Linked DNA regions of Canis lupus: region 1 is linked to region 2. A link is a contact called in public Hi-C data. All regions are on one chromosome and are shown on one strand. The core of a region is the stretch at or near the end of the contact, and the rest is flanking DNA. Distances in the headings are between cores, read along the strand shown. Region 1 holds the start of NCOR2 (nuclear receptor corepressor 2). Region 2 has its middle 54 kb from the start of NCOR2.

Region 1 (4,861 bases), core at 2,255-4,754, 53 kb before region 2:
TTCCACAGCTTAAGTGTGTGACCTTGGGCAAGTCACTAAACCACTCTGTGCCTTGTCGATTTCACTATCTATAAAATGGGATAATGATAGCACTGACCTCACAAGAGCTGAAGGACTGGATTCCTGGTGGGGGCAGAGCCTGGCACACCGTGAGTGCCTGGTATGTGTTGGCTGTTCCTAATAGAGTATTTTGTGTTATGTACAATACCTCCAGCTCCAAGAGCAGGAGCCCAATGATGGGATAAAATCCCTTCCAGACGCCCCCAAGGATCCTCAGAGGATGCCGCTGACCCTCCCTAAGCATCACATCCCTGGGGACCCCACATACCCACGCATGGTGCAAGGCCTCCTAGGATGACAGCCTGGCCTGGCCCTGGGCAGCTGGCCCTCCCCAGGCCCCCCTCCTAGTACCCCCTCCCTGGGGCAGGTGGGGCAGGAATTACCAGCTCCTGCAAGCTGTTCCCTTCAGAGGTGTCACCTGGGGAGGCTGCTGTTAGCGGCTGAGACATGAAAAGGAAACAGAGAAGAGAAAAACAGACAAATAAAAGCTCTCAACCCTCTCGTAGGAGGCAGAGTGCCATGGGGGGGGGTGGCGGTTGTTCAGAGAGCTGGAGGAGGGAAGGGCCTGTGGGCTCCTGCCTGGAGCGCTTCTGCTTCTCATAGACAGAAGCTCCTCAGGCTGGGTTCTCCTGAAGGTGGACCCTCCCATTCCCAAATCTCAGCGTGAACCACCAATCTCACCCACAGGCCTCAGGTGGGGGTGGGAACACAGAATAAGGGACACCCCCACCGGGCAGTTGGTGGGGGAGTATTCCAGCCCAGGCAGCCTGAATGGCAAGGCACTGGGGGCCACGACTCCCAGGGGGAGTGGGGGGGAGGCTTTCCACTGTGCCAGCGGGTGAGTGCCAGTGAGCCCAAGCCCCCACCCCGTGCCCTGGAACAATCCCGCCCTCCCCGGCTAGGCTCAGGGCTTTCATGCAGCTAAATGCGTGTTTCCAGAGCTCTCAGAAATCTTTAGGAGGTGGTATAAGTGTTATTAATTGGGGGAAAAGAACAGATTATGCCAAATAAATCCTTTCCACGCAGGCGAACCCTCGACCAGGGAGGGAGGGGGATGCGCGCAGCCCCAGAGGGGGGTCTCCATCCCTCACCGGGACCTGACAGTCACATTACCATTTACATGGATTTATCAATAGTATTGATCCCGGAGCAAGCATAAATAGCTCAGTGGGAAGAGGCCAGGGCTGAGGCCCGCTGGCTCCCGCCCCCATGTCTGGGCACCGCAGATTCCCCGGGCACCCGGCGGCGGCGGCGGCGGCGGCGGCGGCGGCGGCGGCGGTAAATTTCCAAGCAGGGACAAGGCGGCTGGCGGGGAAGCCAGACAGCGCCCGGGATGCCCTCGCATCTCGGCGCCTGCTCCAGGACCTACTCCCGGACCTGCTCCCGGGCCTGCGTGCGCCCCGCCACCCGGCTCGGTCTGTGCATCCGCTCAATGGGCGGCAGGCAGCACCTGCCCCGGCTCCATCGGCACCGGCAAAAGCGGAGGGCACCGGTGGGGAGAAGGCGTCCTCCCTCCACCTGGTCCCCCCACTCCCCAGCAAGAGGCAAGACGGCCCCGGCTCTCAAGATTTCCAGGCCGTTGGATTAAAAGTCAAGTTTTAGAACCTAGTAATGGTAATTAATAATAACAAAACAGTGGTCATGGTAACATGCACACAAATACTACTCTCTGGTTCTCACAACAACCCTAGGGACTTGGGAATACCGTTACCCTACTTTGCAGCTGAGAAGACTAAGGCACAGACAGGTTAAGTAATGTGTCCAGGGTCACCCAGCCAGATAAGTGACAAAAGAAAGATTTGAACCCGGAGAAAGATTTGAACCCGGGGAGTTGAGTTGCAGAGTAGGCTGTCAAAAAGGCTCGGCTATCCCAGCTCACATCTCTTCCTTTCTCTGATTGCTTTCCCCACTCCATCAAAGAAAAAGAAAAGAAAGAAAGAAAAAGAGAGAGAGAGAGAGGAAAGAAAGAAAGAAAGAAGAAAGAAAGAAAGAAAGAAAGAAAGAAAGAAAGAAAGAAAGAAAGAAAGAAAGAAAGAAAAAAGAAAAGAAAAAAAGGCCACCCACGACGAGGTACACAACAATGCCCTGGGACGCCCTCCTAGCTCACGCCTGGTCCTGAGAGCCCCTTATATCAAAGCAGCCGCGAAGACCCAGATCTGGTTTTAAAAAGGGCAAAGTCAAGGCCACCGATAACACATCCCAACGTGCCCAGAACTCCCCCATCCAGCCCACAGGGATCCTCACCCCTCCCCCCCTCCCTCCCTCACACATCCTTCCTCCAAATCTGCAAAAAGGGAAAAAAAATAATCATAATAAAACCAGTTCTCACCAACGAGGGGGAGGGGAGGAGTAGGAGGGGGAGGAAAGGAGGAGGCTGAGCCCACTGCACAGATCCGCCTCCGCTGCCTGCAACCAGACCCTCGGAGAGCCGGAGCGCGCGACAGGCGGCGGGAGGACACTGGCTTCCAAAAAAATAAACCTACAATGTAAAAATACCGCCGGGCGCCCCACGCTAATTGGGCCCGGGCGACGGCAGCTCACAGGTACAGCCTGTCTCTCCCTCCCGCCCGCCTTGCCCTCTCTCTCTCCCTCCCTCCGGCTTTTTACTGCCAGCGCCCGGGGTGAGGAAGGCGCGCCCCACGAGTCCCCCCACCCCTGCGCAGGTCTCTGGGGATGCTCTCCCAGCACTGGGGCCTGGGGCCTCCAGGTCCAGCCCGAGTGGGATCAGCTCTGAATTCCAACTTCCCAAACTAGTGGCATCCCAAGTATCCGCACAGCCCGGGGGAGGGACCAGGAGGCGGCCCAATGAGGCGTCACCAGCCGCGGGAGGCAGGCCCAGACAGCAGGAACACCGGCCCGCGGGGGCGGGGGGGGCCGGGGCGCCTCTCCCGGGGGGACCCCCCACCCAGCGCCCTCTGCTCTCCCGCCCGGGAGCGGCCCCCGCCCCCCGCTGGCGGGAACCCGCCCCGCGCCCTCCCCCAGCAGCCAGGCCGGGGAGCGCCGGGTGCCATCTCCAGGGGCTCCCCAAGCCCGCGCTGCCTGCTGGAAAATAAGACGCAGTGTCACCCCCGAGCCTGGGGCTACTTGGGGAGGAGGGAGGCGCATGCGGCCAGGCCCACAGGGCTGGGCGCACGGCGGGGGGCTGCCCTGCGCATTTCCAGGGCGTCCCCCCGCGGGCCCACCCCACGCCACTTCCCCCCTTCCCGCCCCCTCGCAGGGTAGCTGGAGTTCCCCTAAGTTCCCCAGCGCCAGCGCCCCCACGCACGCGGGCCGCAGCGGCCACGGGGCGCCTCGCTCCCCAGCAGGCCACCCCCGAGAGCGCCAACTCAGGAGTGCAGGGGCCCCGCCAACTCCGCCGCGTGCGCCGCCCGACCTTCCCCGATCCCCCCGGAAGCGCGCCCCGCGCCTCCCCGCGGCCCCGACTCACCTCGCTGCGGTGGCGGCGGCGGCGCCCGGGCTCGGGGCGCGCTCTGGCCGCCCGGGCGCTCAGGCAAGTGGCGGTGCCGAACGGGCTGGGGGCGCGCAGCAGGCCCGGCCTCCAGCCGGGGCGCGATCCTCCCGCCGCCGCCTCCTAGGGCGCCTGCCCAGGGCCCCCGGCCCACCACTCGGAGCGCATCGCGGGGCGCAGGGCGCGGGCGCACGGCTCGGGCGGGGCGCGGGCGGACGCGGGGCTCCGGTGCGGCCGGGCCTGCCCGCGGCTCCGCTCCCCGGCGGCGGCGGCGGCGGCGGCGGCGGCGGTGTCGGCGGCGGCGGCGGCGGCGGCGGGAGGGGGAGGAGGGGGCGGGGCGGGAGCCCGGGGGGCGGTGGCTCGGCCTCGCAGCTCCCGGCTCCCCGCCCGCACCGACGCTCCCCGGCCCGGCCCCCTCGGGCTCCTTAAAGGGCCCGCGTCGCCTCCCCTGGCCCTGCGCGCACCCACTCGCGCGCGCTCACGTTGCCACGCGCGCGCGCACACACGCGCGCACACACACACACACCCTTACACTTGGGCGCGACGCCGTTTCTTCTAGCAGCTCCCTGAGGGAGGGAGGAGGGGGAAAGCGCCTCCCATCCCGCCCCCTCCTCCTTCTCCGGTGGGGCTTCGCGCCCTCCTCCTCCCCAGCCCCAGATACTTAACTGGAATCGCGTTTCAGCTATTAAATTATAACTCTAGAGTGGCCGTGCGTGGGGAGGGGGTGTGCAGGGAGGGCCACCCGCCGAGGCGCAGGGCCCCGCGCGGTAGAGCCCACCCCGGGGACTGCCGCGCGTCGTGGGAGCCTAACCTCTCAGCTGCAGACTTTCACACCCTGGGCCTCGTGGGACAGCAGATGTGCTCAGTGATCACACGAGGAAACTCACAACGCACCGCAGACGTGCGCCTAGCCCGAGGCATAGACTCAAGTGTCAGATCACCCACAGATAAACACGAGACACAGACAGACACAAGTTCCATACACGGGCAGGCACGCACACCAGAATGTCCTGTTCACCAGGGACGGCATTTTTGGCTATCTGTGCACTTGCCTTTCCACACAGTAGGGACTCAATAATGTGTCGTTGAGTGTACATCCATTTTGGGACCTCCGAGGACACAAATGCACAGACTAAATGCTGCAAGCTTGTGGTCAGGTACACAGGGACACACACGCACATCCAGGAGCACACCCTCACAAGCATGTGAGGTCACCTCAGGCACATGTACAGACACTCGCAGTTCCAGCAAGAACCTCTCTGGCCTCCCTGACAATTGTGTGTCCCGGCTCACCCCCTCCCAGGTGGCCCTCCCAAGCTGGAGAAGATTTTTTTTAAACAGCAGAGGGCACCG
Region 2 (4,324 bases), core at 494-2,993:
CCAATTTAAACCAACCTAAGTATTTATCTCATGTAGTTTTTTTGTGTGTCAGGAATTCGAGAGCAGCTTCTCTGGTTCTGCTTTGGGGTCTCTTGTGAGATTGCAGGGAGGGTGTGGGCTGGGGCTGCCCCACCCAAAGGTTTGACCGGTGCTGGAGGAGCTGCTTCTAAGACAGCGCTCTTGATGGCTGTTGCCAGGTGTGTTAGGAACAAACCACCACAGCCTGGGGGGCTTAAATAACAGAACTTTATGGTTTCACAGTGTTAGAGGCTAGAAGTCCAAGGTCAAGGCGCCAGCAGGTCTGATTCTCCTGGCCTCCCTCGTTGGCTTGCAAATGCCTGTGTTCTTACTGTGTCCTCAGATGGCCTTTCCTCTGTGCATGCGTCCCTCGTCCCTCGTATCTCTTCCTCTTCTTACAGGAACAGCACTTAGGTTGGATGAGGGCCACCTCAACAGCCTCGTGTTAACTTCATCATCTCTTTGAAGGTCTCATTTCCAAATTCAGTCCCACTCCAAGGTACCGGGGCTCAAGGATTCAACACAGGAATCTGGGTGTACATGATACAGCCTAGAACAGCAAAGCTTGGGTCCTGGCTATTGGTGGGAAGCCCCAGCTCCTTCCTATCAGCCCTCATGGGAGGGTTCCAGCGCCCCCTTGCCTCCCAGCGAAGCTCCAGCCCCATCAGAGTTAAATCGTATCTTACAAGCCTTTGGATCTGAATGCTTTCCACTCAGCAGCTAGCCCAAGTCAATCAATTATTCATTCCACAAATATTCCAGCTCTGATGTGCCCAAGGAGGGTGCCAGGGAGGTTCTGGAGGTAGAACAGAGAAGCAAATGTCCCATCCCAAGGTGGAGTGACAATGGTTTAGTTGGTTTTTTTAAAGATTTTTAATTTATTTTTTTAAGAGAGTGTGCACCAGCATGAGCAGGGGCTGGGGGAGGGGCCAAGGGACAAACAGGCTCCCCGCTGAGCAGGAAGCCCGCCCCATGTGGGGCTCCATCTTGGGACCCCGGGAACATGACCTGAGCCCCCCAGGCGCCCCTGCAGTGACAATGTTTGCAAATGACAAGTTGCTGCTTGTGAGCCCATCATGTACCAGGCGCAGTGCCAAGCTCTTCGCACTGCATTCTCTCCCTGACCCCTGGAGGGGTACTGTTGTCACTCCCACTTTACAAATGATGAAACGGAGGCACGGAGCGCGTAAGGCACCTGTCATAAGGCACAGAAACGGCAGAGGTGGGGCTCTAACCCAGTCACCGGGGCTCCAGAACCCAAGATTTCCACCAGGACCTGGTCCTGCCACGGGGACCCTTTACGCAGAGTTCTGGGGCTGCCCTGGAGCCCAGCTCCACTGGCGGTGACTCTGTCACTCCGCTGGGTGTAGCCGGAGCTCCCTGGTTGCTGCAAAGGTGAAATGAAATCCTAGGGAGCCGGTCCTCACCTGCACTAAATCCCTTTCCCCCTCCCACTGGGTTCAAGGATCCATGTGATAACACCGATGAGAGAGGGCTCGGCGCTCCCCGCGGGGCTGGGGACGCCTCGGTGCGCACGCGGGCCGCTGCCACCCGGGCGCGGGCACAGCCGCCCAGGGCCCGCGGAGGAGCCCCTGCTTCCCGGGCCTCGGGGCGCCCGCCTCGCCCCCGCCGCCTGCAGAGCGAGCGGTGCTCACGTTCACACCCCGAACGCCACCACCCCTAATTAGACACAGAGGCACCGGAGCGTGCGGAGATGGTGGGAGATGGTTCCTGTTTAGTAGAAGTGTCATTTCGTCTCTGTCTCCCTCTCTCTGGCTGCTTCTGAGACTTGCTGGTGGTAACAGAGATCGGAAAAAAGAGAACGCCCACAGAAACACGTGCCCGGGGACCAGGCGCAGCGGCTCCGAGTGGGCGAGTGGGCGTGCGAAGCAGCAGCCAGAGCACTCACACACGCTGGCACACGCCGTGCGCTCACGTGGCCGCTCCCGACACCGGCGTGCCCTGCCTCCAGCACGGCGGGCCCAGCCGGCGCCCGGAGCCTCCGGTCCCGGGTTCAGATCCCGACTCTGCTGCTTGTGGGCTCGGGTCCTGCTGCAAGGGATTGACCTCATCCCGCTCCTCAGCCATCAAAGGAGGGTGGTTCCTTGTGATGACCTCACTCTCTTGTGCTCCTTGCTCTGCTCCTCGGGCTGACCCAGGTGGCCTGCATCGACTGGCCTCCTCCCCTCTGCTCTGGTGGAGGTTGACCAGTGAGGGCAGAGCAGAGGGCAGGGGGGGCGGGGGGGAGGGAGATGGGGGGTATTTACGTTGTTTTTTTTTTTTTAATTTACATTTACATAGCCTCATTTTAAGTATTCTGGCTCTTGCATCGACTCTCCTGACCTTCCCTGCTCTACGCACGGTGGGGGGAGGGGGGGCTGACCCTGAGGACTACATTACCCAGGCTCCCTTGCACTCTGCAGGGTTCAGCCAATGGGAGGCACCGATGGAAGCTGGCAGGCAGCAGGAGAGAAGTTGGGGTATTTCCCCCACCTCCCTTTCCCTCTCGCCACGTTTATACCAGGGGCTGTGTTCTTCTGCTGAAGGTCACTCCTCTCCTAAAGCTACAGCTCCCTCTGGGTTCCAGGAGCTACTTCCTCTACACGTCTTCTGGCAACAGCTCCCTGCTCATGCTAGCCTTGAGCACTGCATCATTCCTTCTTGATTTCCCAAACATACACCCTGCTTCCACCTTCCTACACTGTCCCTTCCATAAACTCTTCCAATTTTCCTGTTTGAGTGCCGGGACTCATTGAACAATGAGATTTGTGAAATCTCAGGTTGGATGAGCCAGTTACAGTGTTTGAACACACATTAGAATATTAACCACTAAAGCAAAAAATAGTTGGGTGTTCTACTTAACCTCATGTATGAGTGGTATTTGTGACACTCTGGGACATCATCATGGAAAAAATAAATAAATAAAACCTTTTACAGGGATAATCGAAGGTGTATTTGGCCCAACCACAGAGTCCAAATGATCACACATTCTATGGAGATGGGAGTGGGATGCAGCTTGTGAGACACAGTAGGGTATACGATGGGAAAAGAAGATGGAAGGATGTGAAGTCTGTATAAGTAGTCTGGGTCCTACCTAAAAAGCTAGATTCTGGTATTTCAAATAAGAAACTTACTATTTTTGCAAATAATTGCTTGTATGTTGCTATAACACTGTGCTATTCAGAATTCTTGCTTCCAAGTGACAGAGACCAACTAATGTGACTATATTAGTTTCCTAGACTGCCATAACAATGCACAAGAAACCAGGGGACTTAAAACCAACAGGAATTTATTTCCTCACAGATCTGGAGGCCAGAAATCTAAAATCAAGGTTCAGCAAGGACATGCTCTGATGATTCTAGGGAAGAACCTTCCTTGCCTCTCCTAGCCTCTTGGTGTTTGCTGGCAATTGTAGGCATTCCTTGGCTTGTAAACATATCATTCCAGTCACATGGCGTGCACATTCAGTGCATGTCTGTCTCGGTGCCCAAATTTCACTTTGCTATAGTGACTGCAGCCATACAGGATTAGAGTTCACCCTAATAGCCTCATCCTAACTTGATAACTTATGTAAAGACCCTATTTTTCAATACAGTCAAATTCTGAGATCCTGGAGGTTAGGGCTTTGACATACCATTTAGGGGGAAGGAACACAATTCAACTCACAACAGGGACTTGATTACCAAAAAAAAAGGGAAATTATTGTTCTGGCTATTAAGAAAAAAAATCCAGGAGTGTGTCTTCAGGTGTGGCTTGATCCAGGGCCCACTACCTTTGCAGGATTCCATCTCAGCCTCCCTATCTCTCTGCTCAGCTTGTTTCTGGCTTTATTCTCAAGCAATCTCTCTCCACCTGAGGGCTCCAGGTAGCTCCAGGTTTCTGTTCTACCAGCGGAGCTGCAAGAGTAGAATGCATTCTTCTTTCTCAGTTCTTCCAACAGATTCCTCAGGCTGACACTCATCTGTCTTGCTTGGAATAGATGCCCACTGCTGGACCAATCACAGAGGTCAGGAGATGGGACTACTAATTAGGCAGGGGCTACAAGCCCATCTCTAGGGGAGTGTGGGGGGGAGGGGGTCGCAAGGAGTCGGGTCCTGGCAAATCTAGTGGCCTGAGCATAGAAGGGTCCCCAAGAGAAGGCCAGGTGTGGTTACCAGAAACGGGGCTTGCAAGTTGTCCCGCACAAAGAACAGGTACCCACCAGATGCCTGGGGAGAAGGAAAAAGCCCACCTCAGGATGAACATCCACCGGTGATGACTTGTAGTATCCTGGGAGTGAGACGTTTGCAGTTCTCACTGCCTACAG

The links. Hi-C and Micro-C count contacts between places; a contact is called where the count stands out from the background.
Region 1: a Hi-C map of blood shows a contact between it and region 2, with 2.1 times the contacts expected there. The contact joins the promoter of NCOR2 here to the enhancer-like site in region 2. A contact is called at or near these places in 3 of 9 Hi-C or Micro-C datasets (blood and skin fibroblasts).

Annotation. Positions count from the first base shown.
Region 1 is chr26:5,509,585-5,514,445 of UU_Cfam_GSD_1.0, reverse strand. It overlaps NCOR2 (nuclear receptor corepressor 2), which reads right to left and starts at 3,504. Exons shown (of 49, transcript XM_038574764.1): 1 at 3,488-3,504. LOC119866135 (a long non-coding RNA gene) reads left to right here and starts at 2,472. Exons shown (of 3, transcript XR_005379098.1): 1 at 2,472-2,603.
Region 2 is chr26:5,455,095-5,459,418 of UU_Cfam_GSD_1.0, reverse strand. No RefSeq gene overlaps it. Among named protein-coding and RNA genes, the nearest start is that of NCOR2, 54 kb to the left of the region's middle. Within about 2 kb of position 1,743, at least 2 of the 20 cell types and tissues checked have an H3K27ac peak or open chromatin away from gene starts, as enhancers often do. A contact at or near this core is called in blood, where this site is marked.